2 separate regions of the Danio rerio genome follow, and region 1 is linked to region 2. Evidence: chromatin contacts called from public HiChIP or PLAC-seq data. All regions are on one chromosome and are shown on one strand. Each heading gives the region's core, a stretch centred on a gene start, on an enhancer-like site or on the middle of the called end of the contact. The rest is flanking DNA. Distances are from core to core; before and after follow the strand shown.

Region 1 (5,642 bases), core at 1,441-3,940, 270 kb after region 2:
AACTTAATGCTTTACACATATAAGTGGACTGAACATAAAACAAAGAAGTTGGCCAAAGAAATTACAAGAATTGCGTTGTTTCAGCTCATTTTAAACAGGTAGTTTGAACAAGCAGCAGTTATCATATTTCAGTGTATTTGAGCTCCTCAATATGTCACTGTATGTCCCTGCTCCACTGATCAGTTTCAGCCTAATATCTCCTTTGATGTTCTGCTGAAGAACACATATTTTAAAAAATTTACGTTTAAGTCTGTTAAACAGATTTGTGGAATATTATGGAACTCTTTTGGAAATAAATAAATTAACTCAGAACAATTATGTCGAAGGTAAACCGTGTCGTACATGTATTATACTCTATACACTTGCGCCATCTGCTGGAGGTGTTTCACGTTTCATCAATAAAATGCTTTTTATTACAGTTTCTCTCAGTCGCTTTGGTGCATTTCTCACAACATTATTTACATTTGGACAGCATGTAATCCATTCCTCAAAACAATTAGTCATTTGTGCACATCATAGTAGTTTCCTTCCAACAAATTGCAAATGCTTTTGGACATGCATCAATTGCTTTTATACAACTCTCTGCTGTTTTGTAACATTATAATTGGCTTATGTCATGTCAGTCAAAATTAAGCAAATTTGTGAATGCTGAATAGTCATTCCATATAAAACTAATAGTACTCATTTCATTACTTGAGTCTTTGAATATAAAAATGTTGAACTAGTTCCCCACAGCTGCATAAATGAACGATAAAACATTGTTATAAATATATATTAAATATTAGGGCAAACATGTATAAACAAATATATGAAAATATTATATTAATAAAAAACTGACTATATATGTACGGAGAAAAAAACCTGCAAAAACCAAATAAATAAATACAAAAATACATGTAAATTAGTAAATAAATTAATAAATTCCTGCATAAATAAAACAAAAAATGTATTAATAAATATGCAAATATTTAAATAAATGAGTAAATTAAGCCATATATTTCAAATAAAATAAATAAATAAATGCACAAATATATAAATAAATGAGTAAATTAAGCTGTAAATTCCTGCATAAATAAAATAATAAATAAATAAGTGTGCAAATATAACTAAATGAGTAAATAAAGCTGTAAATTCCTGCGTAAATAAATAAATAAATATGGAAATATTTAAATAAATGAGTAAATAAAGCTGTAAATTCCTGCACGAATAAAATAATAAATAAATAAATATGCAAATATTTAAATAAATTAGTAAATTAAGCTGTAAATTCTTGAATAAATAAATAAATAAATAAATAAATAAATAAATATGCCAATATTTAAATAAATTAGTAAATTAAGCTGTAAATTCTTGCATAAATAAAATAATAAATAAATATGCAAATATTTAAATAAATTAGTAAATTAAGCTGTAAATTATTGAATAAATAAAACAATAAATAAATAAATATGCAAATATTTAAGTAAATTAGTAAATTAAGCGGTAAATTCTTTCATAAATAAAATAATAAATAAATATGCAAATATATAACTAAATGAGTAAATAAAGCCGTACATTCCTGCGTGAATAAAACAATAAATAAATAAATATGCAAATATTTAAATATATGAGTAAATAAAGCCATAAATTCCCGCCTGATTAAAATAATAAATAAATAAATATGCAAATATTTAAATGAATTAGTAAATTAAGCTGTAAATTTTTGCATAAATAAAATAATAAATAAATAAATAGGCAAATATACAAATAAATGAGTAAATAAAACTATAAATTCCTTCATAAATAAATGAACTAATAAATAAATAAATAAATAAATAAATTAATAATAAATAATAAAATGCAAATAAATAAATTTATGCGTATAAAAATGCACACATTCCTATAAGTAGGAATAAGTATATAAATACTTCATAGCACGGGCAGGTAAATAATTAAATAAATTATAGGAATGTTGGGGGAATAAGAAAATGCTAAACTAAAAAGTTTATTTTCCCTCCTTTCAAATGTTTATTCATTCTTGAGCTTAGTTTTTTTTCCTCAGGATTTTAATATACATTTATTTATTTACTTACATATGTATTTATCTGTTTTGTTTATTTATGCTGGAATTTATTGATTTGTTTACTCATTTATTTATTAAGCAATATTTGGGTATTTATTTATATTTATATAATATATAATGTTATACATGATATAACTTTACTTATAACATTATAGACTCATAATGTTTTGAGTGCAATATGTATCAGAAATTGTTATTGTATTATTTATGTATTGTATGTATGTATCTGTTTATTTATTTTAATTTACAGTCCATGCTTAAAAATGCTTTCACATCTCTTTACAAATTATTGTAATTCATATAAGGTATTTAATTAATAGGAAGTTTTTTTGAATATCAATAAAACAATTTAAATACATAAAGATTCAATAAAAAAAGCATTGACTATTTTTTTATTTATTCATTCATTCATTTATTTATTCATTATTTATTTATTTATTTATATGACGTAGTACAAATAATAAAGTAAAATGTTTTTAAATACGAAAATAAATTAAAAGTAATAAACTAATAAATAAAATCTAAATATATTTGACGAGTTTGAATGTATTACTATGTGAATATATATTACACAAAAATCTTCTAGACGAGCCGCATGCCTACGTCACGAGCAGGTGAAAGGTCACGTACAGAAAGATGGCGGCGTCCAAGAAGGCAGGAGTAGTATTGAAGACGGTTAAGCAAATCATTGTACAGTTTTGTCCTTTTGATAATAATGCTCGCTCCGCACGGTAAGAATTCTTCACATACGTTGATTTACGTCTCGTGATTATGGTTAACGTTGAACGAGTAACGTTATGTCTGGTAAAGTAAATCTTGTTCTTGAGCATGACTTTATCAGCTCTTCTGGTGCAGGTTATTCGTAACATTTCATATTGTTGCCTTCGCCACTGCCGAACTATTCTCCAAACCCGACGTTTGACTTGTCAAGTGAACGGTACTATACATCGATAATTCGGAATTATATGCAAATATATTTGTGGAAAGCTAACATGCTTATGATGTCGCATTGATAATATGAAGCTCATCATGATTCAACTGCATTCGTATAAAGTAAGAGGATAACGTTACGTTAATTCTTCCAAAAATGAACAGTCACCATTTACTTTACCTTCGCTGTTTGCATTTTTCTGTTTTGAACACAAAAGAAGATATTTTGAAGAATGCTGAAAACTTGTAAACATTGACATTTAAAGTATTTATTTTTGGTTACATAGTTATTGTTTTTCAGCTTTCTTCAGAATATCATTCTTGTGATGGACAGAGTAAAGAAACTCATAACAAAGATTTAAAACCACTTGAGGGTGAGTAAATAGTGAGTACAATTTCATTTTAGGATGAATTATCTGTATTGTAAAACCTCTGGCGTCCCTTTCTGAGTAATCCAAATAACTACAGCAGGCTAAGAGTGATCAGTCAAAAGAGTTTAACACTAATACATTTGTTATAATTATTGATAATTGCACAGTATACCAATTTTCATGATGCGTACACTTTCCTTCCACATGTTGATTATTTTTGTTGTTGAATAACTGATAAAAGATGACAAAATAACTGATGAAGGGATTATACAAAGAGTCTAAACCCCTATTATTATTTATTAATGAATGTAAAATTATCAGTGATTAAATAATTGTAAATTAATGAAATGTAAAGTATTTATCATGATTAATAAGGTAGATGCTGAGGTATGCTAAAGGACTTTTCAATTTGTCAGTTGCCTAAGTTAAGCGCTTTTGGGAAACTGTATGCCATTGCAAAAATCGGCACGTTTAAGGTCTGTTTTCTTTAAACATCAGCTATCTCCACTGGCTGAGTGATATCTGATATAAAGTGGGTCTCAGATTGTACTAGAGTCACTGCATTAAATTGCATTTCCTCCCGCCATGCCTTTATAATATGAGCATTTATTTTACCCCAGCATATTCAATAGAGCTTCAGCCCTAGCCTGCCGATTCTGACGGCCGCATGCGAGTAAACTGCTTTTTGTCTCATTTTATGCTTGAGCAACTAAATGAATGCCAAAACCTATTTAACTGATTGTATTTTAATTACATTACAATATTAATGCTGTAAAAGGAACCAGATAAAATGGAAAAAAGTCACATTAACCGTTCACCGGAAGTTTATCATTATGGGAAGAAACACTAGCTCTGCATATACCCTATAATAACGATTATACTCAAAGATCTTGGGAAGTTAGTTGAAATTTGGCCATTTCAAATAGGGTTGTACAATTAAGCAAATTAGTGAATGTCATGCACATCTTCGTAGGAAAGCACAGTTTTATGAAATCTCCACTGAAGGCCAGGGGGCGCTCTAATGTAGAATCTTCAAATACCCACAAAGAAGAAACCCAGAAACCCCCAAAGAAGTTGCACAATAATTGCTGCATCCGAAATGGCATGCTTCTCGTGTAGGTTCAGCATTTGAATTTAAACTTTAAAACTGTTGGAAGAGTATGTTTTATATAGTATGAATGTAAAGGATAGTAGTGCAATTAAAACATACTACATTCACCATTTAATTATCACACAATCTACTCGCATCAGTTGTGTTCCTTCATTCCTATGTATAAATTTTCTTGTGCTGACTTTTGGGATAGTAAAGTGTCCACCGAATGCACACTACTTTTCTGAGAACTTTTCGTCTGCTGTTTTTCAAATACTGTTAATTCAGCCATACTGCTGGACTTATGAAACTGAGGCCAGCTAGTGAAGTGCTGCGCAGGTAAACCTCACTCCTCTGACATTTAAAGGTGCTCTAATGACAGATGCTAGAGGCCATGGTCTTCGGACTCCCTGGTTGGATCCTAGATCAGAGCAGATTGGGTGGTGTAGGACCTGCTGGTTGCAGCCTGCAGATTAACTAACGTTAATGAGGATGTAACGTTGACTATCATCATTCGACCCCAAACAGCGAATTCGAATAATTAATATTAATGAATAATACACCTGCTCAATGAAAATCAGATGATTCACTATTAATAAATCTGACATAACTTGATCAGAAATTTAAAAAAGGGAGATTAAGCCATCAATAGAAAGTAATACCATGTCTTGCAGGTCCAATACTTTTTTTTTGTTCAGCTGCATTAGCGCTATAGTGGACCAGTGGTAATCACATTGCGTTACTAACGCCGTCTGACCCGTGTTCGAACCTCACCTGGAAAATTATGATTATTATTTTTTTTCATCTTTATTGTTAAGACATGTAATACTGTTAGGGCTTTTGAAAATTTGAATTTGTAAAGCAGCTGTTTTCTTGAAAAAGACGTGATAGTGTCACTAGAAACTGAACTGGAAATGATCTTATTTTAAAATAGACAGTCGTGAACTGAGGTGGGCCGGTCTGGCTTGAAACTCCAGGGCTGAAAATGAGTCCCACTCCGGCCCTGTCGAGAAGAGTTGCTCTTGCTGATCAAGAGACAAAGTCTCACAAGGTTTACTTCCAAAATGATTTTATTCTTTTCGAAGAATAAGTCTGACACTCACACAGGAACACCGGTTGCTGCAGAGTGTGATGCAAAAGCTAACCAGACACCAGGTTTTATCTTGCTTGCCCTGCTTCAAGACCCACT
Region 2 (6,081 bases), core at 386-2,885:
GACTGACAGAGGTCACTTCAAAGTGAGCGAACAGGAAAGTGTTACAGGGTTCAGATCTGCTGGAGCGTCTTAACCCCGTGTTGCTAGGGAGTCAGTGGTAATCTCCTCCTCCTTTCCTTCCTAATTAGTGAGGGGTATAAATTGAGTTAGTGGAACACTTTGTGTCACCCTGATTAGACAGACTGGACGTTATCATACCACGCAATCCTTAAGGGATTTCACAGGCAAACCAATAACACGGCATCTTCTGGGTGGAATTAAGTATTTGAATCAGTCATTCTGTGGCTTGATAGAGCACATGGAATCTGAAGCATTACAAATATTGATCAATAACAATTTATCTTAAACGACATCTCCTCCGGGTATAGAAGACAGAAGAAATATGAATCAAATTTCACTTTTGCAGTGCATTATACGAGCAAATGACCAATAGAACATTGTTCTGGTGTGATATGACTTCGAGTCTAATCTCATTCTGCTCATTGCAGTGGTCTGCACGTATCAGGCATTGCTGTCCTTACAGGCGACATAATTCACTCCAGTCCAATGTAGCAAATGACACACACTATCTATGGATCTTGGGGAGTCACCTAACACAATGCCTCTAATTTAGATGCCCTAAAAGGGGAGGGTGAGATGTGCCAGAGGTCACTTTTTACAGCGAGGGGGTTGGGAAGGGGTGCGGCTCCCCAAAGGTAGCAGGGTCAAGCCCTTGCCATTGTGTGACCTCTGTGGCAATCAGGTTAGTTACCCTGGTAACCAGGGTTGATAATTACAGTGCAACGCAGGAAACAGAGAGAACATTTTGAGTCACAATCTCACTTGCGGTCTGTTTAATAATTGATATCTCGTATTAAATCCTACACAATCACACAACGAATTCTTGTAAAAAAGGAAACAATATGGTTTCTGTAAGGCTTTAAATGAGCATATGACATCTAAGATAAATATTTATACTTTAAACGAGGCAGTCGAGGGTTTTAAGCTCCCCTCACGAATTGACAGCGCTGATCCAGTTAGCTCACACATGCTAACCTGCTACCTCCGACTTGAGTATAGCTAACATACTTGTTAGCTCGCTAAACCTCTTCGAAAACAACATTCCCACTCTAAAATAGGAATAAAAACGTCGACGTTTGTTAACGAAACACGGAACAACCCTTTTAAACTCGTCTTCGTCGGCGGTGCGAGTGTCCCCGTTATACCAGACTGCGAACGTACCTGTTTGGTCGGGTCATTCCTGCCGTGCTCCGAGGACAGGTGATGTCTCAGCAGCAAGGCCCGCTTGTAATTCCGACTGCCTTTTACCAACTCGTCGCTGTTGTTGGTGGCGATGTTATGGCACCAGGAGCAAGACATGAGTCCTGTTTCGTGGCTGAATCTGAGCCAGGGAAACTCCTCCAGCCAGCAGGCTTGGAAGAGCGAGTGTTTCTGCAGCAGCGTCTGAGGTCTCATCTCCAGCAGCGGCTTTCTCGCGGCCGTTTCTTCCGCCTCTCCCGTGCTCCCGTCCTCCCGGTTCACACCGTTGCCAGTCGCCTTCTTACAGCCCTCGGTTTTCAGCATTACGCTGTTTAAAACGCCCCTGTCATTATGTTTCCCCGCTGTCCAAGTGCCCCCTTCCGGGTCCTCGTCCTCCTCTGCCTCCGGCTCCGTGCTGTCGCTGACAGACCCCCCGCCCTCGACTTTCCCCAGCGATGGTCCTTTCGCCCCCAAATCCCGATCGTCCTCCTGATCCGGTCTGTTCCCGTTCAAATGTCGGTCTTGACAGGCCGGGGCCTCACAGCTGTTGCCGTTGCTGCCTCCTCCGACGGCGCTGGGACCGGTGACGGCTAATCCACCTCCTCGGAAAGCCAGCGACCTGCGGTTTCGCTCTCCGGACATTTTTCTAGAAATAAATTACAATCTTCACTTCCTCAACAAAACAAAAATCCGATCGCGGCTCTCGTAAATAAAGTATTCCGCATGAAATGAGCCGTTTTTCCGCGCTCCGGCCTCCTGGTGAGAGTATGTAGGTTATGCGGAAATAAATAGGGGTTTTAAAGGCATAATGAATTTCAGGGTTCTGTCTGCGTCCGCGCAGGCCCCGCAGAGGTCGAATGGCAACGACTTCCCCCACAATGCATCTCGGTCAGAGGGAGGAGGGGGGGCTCGTGTTAAAGGAAGATGGGGGTGACGCCGAACAGCCAGGGGTCTTTTGTGTCGATGACTGCACCCATTTTCCGCATGCTTTTTCATCTAAAGGGCTACACGTCTCGAACCAATAAGTCTTTGTATCCCTTTCACGCCCTCCCCGGCGCGTGACATTACAGCCGGCGCTCCATGTTTGTCGCGCGAGTCCCGATGATCAGGACAGGTGGGTCGCTGCTGACTCGCTGGAGTAAAAAGCTTCTCGCGATGAATGCATGCATAGGTGTATTTTCCAGGTGGTAATGGAGGTGGATGGTTAAATATACAAGTTTTGACACTGGTTGATTTTTAATACATATTTCATCACACAATTTGAAATATCTGGAAACTTTAATACTGCATTGTATTACAAATACAGATAGTTAAAATACATTATCGCAGCGAAGCTATATAAAATGCAAGAAAAGGCACTGTCACTGTCAAAATAGTTTTATGTTGTTGTCATGATTTTTTTATTCATCTATTCATTTTATCTCCAACTCGTACCATAATCACTCTCATCTTTAGGCTTAATCCCTGATTTACCAGGGGTCGCCACAGCGGAACGAACCGCCATATTTCATTTTAAAACTTAAAAAAATAAACTGAGACATGTCTATTTACAGTTTTACAACATCAAATTTAAGATCACATATGGTGTATTTGAAGGGCCATTTGAGATAAAAAAAAAAAAAACGACGAATATTTCCTTGATTGTTTAGATTAGAATATAGGCTACTTTCTGTAGGATTATTAAAGCCTGTCACCCAGTGGGTGGCGTCATTTCCTACACTACAAACATGATAACACGATTGACGATTTATAAGCGCATGCAGCTTCCTCTGGGCGTGTCCGGTTTGACTGTAGGTGAATTAAAAACTCCGAGCTCACCCTCATGGAGGAGCAGGACTTCATTTTTGTTAGCCCTGCTAATCATTACCATTATCATGTCGAAATTAGGATGGTAATTGTGTGTTATTCGCTGAAGATCTGGAAAAAATGGCTTGGATTACTAATTGCCAGAGTGTCCAATTTTCTTTTTTTCATAAGGAATACAAAATATTTTTAGTGTACATTAAAAAGAGCAATACCGGTAACCCTTTATCATTATCTCTGTCATTTATAGCTTCTGTTAAAGGGGTTAAAGTTGTAGCCTTTGCCAGAGTATTAAAAAAAATAAAGTTAAAATGATGTTTTAACATTGTGGTATAAATTCTGTAATACTTAAAAAAAGAGAATTTTCAACTTAATAAATGCATTTGACTATTTTTGTGTTTATTGTTTGATGTAGAAAACTAAAAAGGATTCAATACTTAATAAAGGTTGAAAAATAATAAAATTATGTTTCCATTACTTAAAAGCTCTGTTCAATTTTTACTGAATAATGGTAAAAATACAGCAGCAATGGTGGCGCAGTGGGTAGCACAATTGCCTCACAGCAAGAAGGTCCCTGGTTCAAGCCTTGGCTGGATCAGTTGGCGTTTCTGTGTGGAGTTTGCATGTTTTTCCCATGTTTTTGTAGGTTTCCTCCAGGTGGTTCGGTTTCCCCCACAAGTCCAAATACATGCACTCAAAATAAGCACATTTTTGGTTTGAGAAACCCAAAACTAAAAATTGTTACTTGAAAGTGCAAGTTGAGAACACGTAAAGTCTAATAGGACAAACTAAAATAAAATGAGTTTGAAACACTCAAAAGGCTGATGCTTCAATTTTTTTAAAGTAAAATGTACGAAGCATTTTTTGCAGTGTATGTCTCCAGATGTCACATTTTACGGTGTAATTTGTTGTTTGTTTATTTAATATTATTTATGATGAACTCTAGAATGTATGAGTAGCCTATTTATTGTATTTAGGGTGTCTGCAGGGTCTTAAAAAGTCTTAAACTTACTGAAATATCTTGAAGGTGTTAAATTCATTCATTCACTTTCTTGTCGGCTAAGTCCCTTTATTAATCAGAGGTCGCCACAGCAGAATGAACCGCCAATTTATCCAGCAAGTTTGTACGCAGTGGGTGCAGCCGCAACCAATCTCTGGGAAACATCCACACACACATTCACACCCTACGGACAATTTAGGCTACCCAATTCACCTGTCTTGACTCTGGGGGAAACCGGAGCACCCGGAGGAAACCCACGCGTAGGTAGGGAGAACATGCAAACTCCACACAGAAATGCCAACTGAGCCGAGGTTCGAACCAGCGACCTTCTTGCTGTGACGCGACAGCACTACCTACTGCGCCACTGCCTCGCCCAGGTGTTAAATAATTTTTAATTATTTCTTAATTGTTATATGTCCACGTAAAGATGGATGGGGGGTCAACACCCATCCAATCATGTGCACACTCAACAAATACATCGCAATAAAACATTTAACAAAACTCCATTTATAACTCGATTTATCAATGTGGTTAGATTATCTTTCTTAAAATAACATTTGTCTAAATGTTTTCATGTATTTATAGCCTATAGGCCCATATGGTGTGAACACTGACCTGGGTAGACTGTTCTACATTTGGTTTATTTTAATTTCTAAAGCTTGTCAATATATTTTTAAATAGGGTTAACTTGATTTGACACATTAATTATAATATGTATCTAAAAATATATATTAATTAGATGTTTTAGAACAATTGAAACATTCATAAATCCTGTCTGAGCATTTATATCAGCAGCACATAAAGACAGTATTTGTTTTAAAGCCATTTCTAAATTAGCTAATGGCCATAATCATAATCGTTTAATTATAAAATCTATAAATATTATAATTTAGAAATATAAAATCGCAATATTTTACAATTATTTGCATACATTTAATAAAGTTCAACAAAGACAGTTTTTTTTTCTGAGGAAGCTTAGATCATTTCAGGTTTGTTCCTCTATGATGACACTGTATTTTAAACAATTTATTAAATCTGTTTTATCTTTCTGCATTGTAGCTTGGTAAGGTAATCTGAGTGTGTAAAATAAGAGCTGGTTGAGTAGCCTGGTGAAGGTGACGGGCAAGATCATCGGTTTTAACCAAACTGGTCCAACGGTAATTTACCATAAATATGTTTTAAGAGAGCTCAGGGTATCCTATGCACCCCAAATCACCCAGTGTACTCTGCAGCTGTTGCCATCAGGACATCGTTTTAGAGTTCCTATTTGCAGGGCAAATAGAACTAGAAATTATTTTATGATGGTGGCCATTAGGTCATTAAATGAGTGCAGGGGTAAGGGAGATGCACTCATAAATGATGTATGTTGTGGTAATATTTTTTTATTGTGTACATGGAACTTAGCCTGTGTTAAATGGCACCTTGCTGCAATTTTTGTTGCCCTAAACGGGATAATAAAGTTGAGTCTGAGTCTTAGCTTATCAATGTTTTACTATTTAACGTTTTTTCTAAAGTAATTTTTGAGCTTTAAAACCCGTCAGGTGGGACAGCGTGCCCTTCTCTCGCTCTGTTTACATATTTACGTACGGTGCGTGCTGACGTCACAGACGACCCCACCCCATCTCGCGCAGCAGCCCAGGGTTGCAGTGGCAGCTTTGAGCTGAATTTTGAGAGGTTGAAGTGGGAACGCGGGACCGCAAGAATCAGAATAACTCACAACATCAAGAGTCCTCAAAGACAGGATGGAGGAGAACGATAAAGGTAGTTGATTTCTTCTGCAAATGTGATGTGACATGTCGGCACAGATTAGAAATGCAACAAAACTCAACTTTCAGAAGTTAGCTAACTTGTTTGGTTAGCAAAGCCAGCAGCTGGTGACAGAATAATGGTTGATTAATTTTATTAATCCGATGAATATAGATAACGTGACACTCATTCAGAATAAATATTGACGGGAATTTCTTTCGAGCTTGAGCAGTTTTGCCAATTATAATTAGTTCGTCGTGGGCTAATTAATAATGTTTATAAACACTGAGGGA

The links. HiChIP or PLAC-seq counts read pairs in DNA pulled down with a chosen protein or histone mark.
Region 1: a contact with region 2 is called in an H3K4me3 HiChIP or PLAC-seq map of embryo, with 4 times the contacts expected there. The contact joins the promoter of mrpl53 here to the promoter of zbtb10 in region 2. A contact is called at or near these places in 1 of 18 Hi-C or Micro-C datasets (caudal fin) and 1 of 4 datasets of contacts at active chromatin or transcription factors (embryo).

What each region holds. Positions count from the first base shown.
Region 1 is chr19:34,609,062-34,614,703 of GRCz12tu, forward strand. mrpl53 (mitochondrial ribosomal protein L53) reads left to right here and starts at 2,691. Exons shown (of 3, transcript NM_001004653.1): 1 at 2,691-2,793. The coding sequence starts at 2,699. It also overlaps a transcript of hpca not described here.
Region 2 is chr19:34,344,396-34,350,476 of GRCz12tu, forward strand. zbtb10 (zinc finger and BTB domain containing 10) reads right to left here and starts at 1,636. Exons shown (of 4, transcript NM_001128539.1): 1 at 1,222-1,636. The coding sequence starts at 1,563. tpd52 (tumor protein D52) reads left to right here and starts at 5,658. Exons shown (of 6, transcript NM_001045021.2): 1 at 5,658-5,803. The coding sequence starts at 5,785.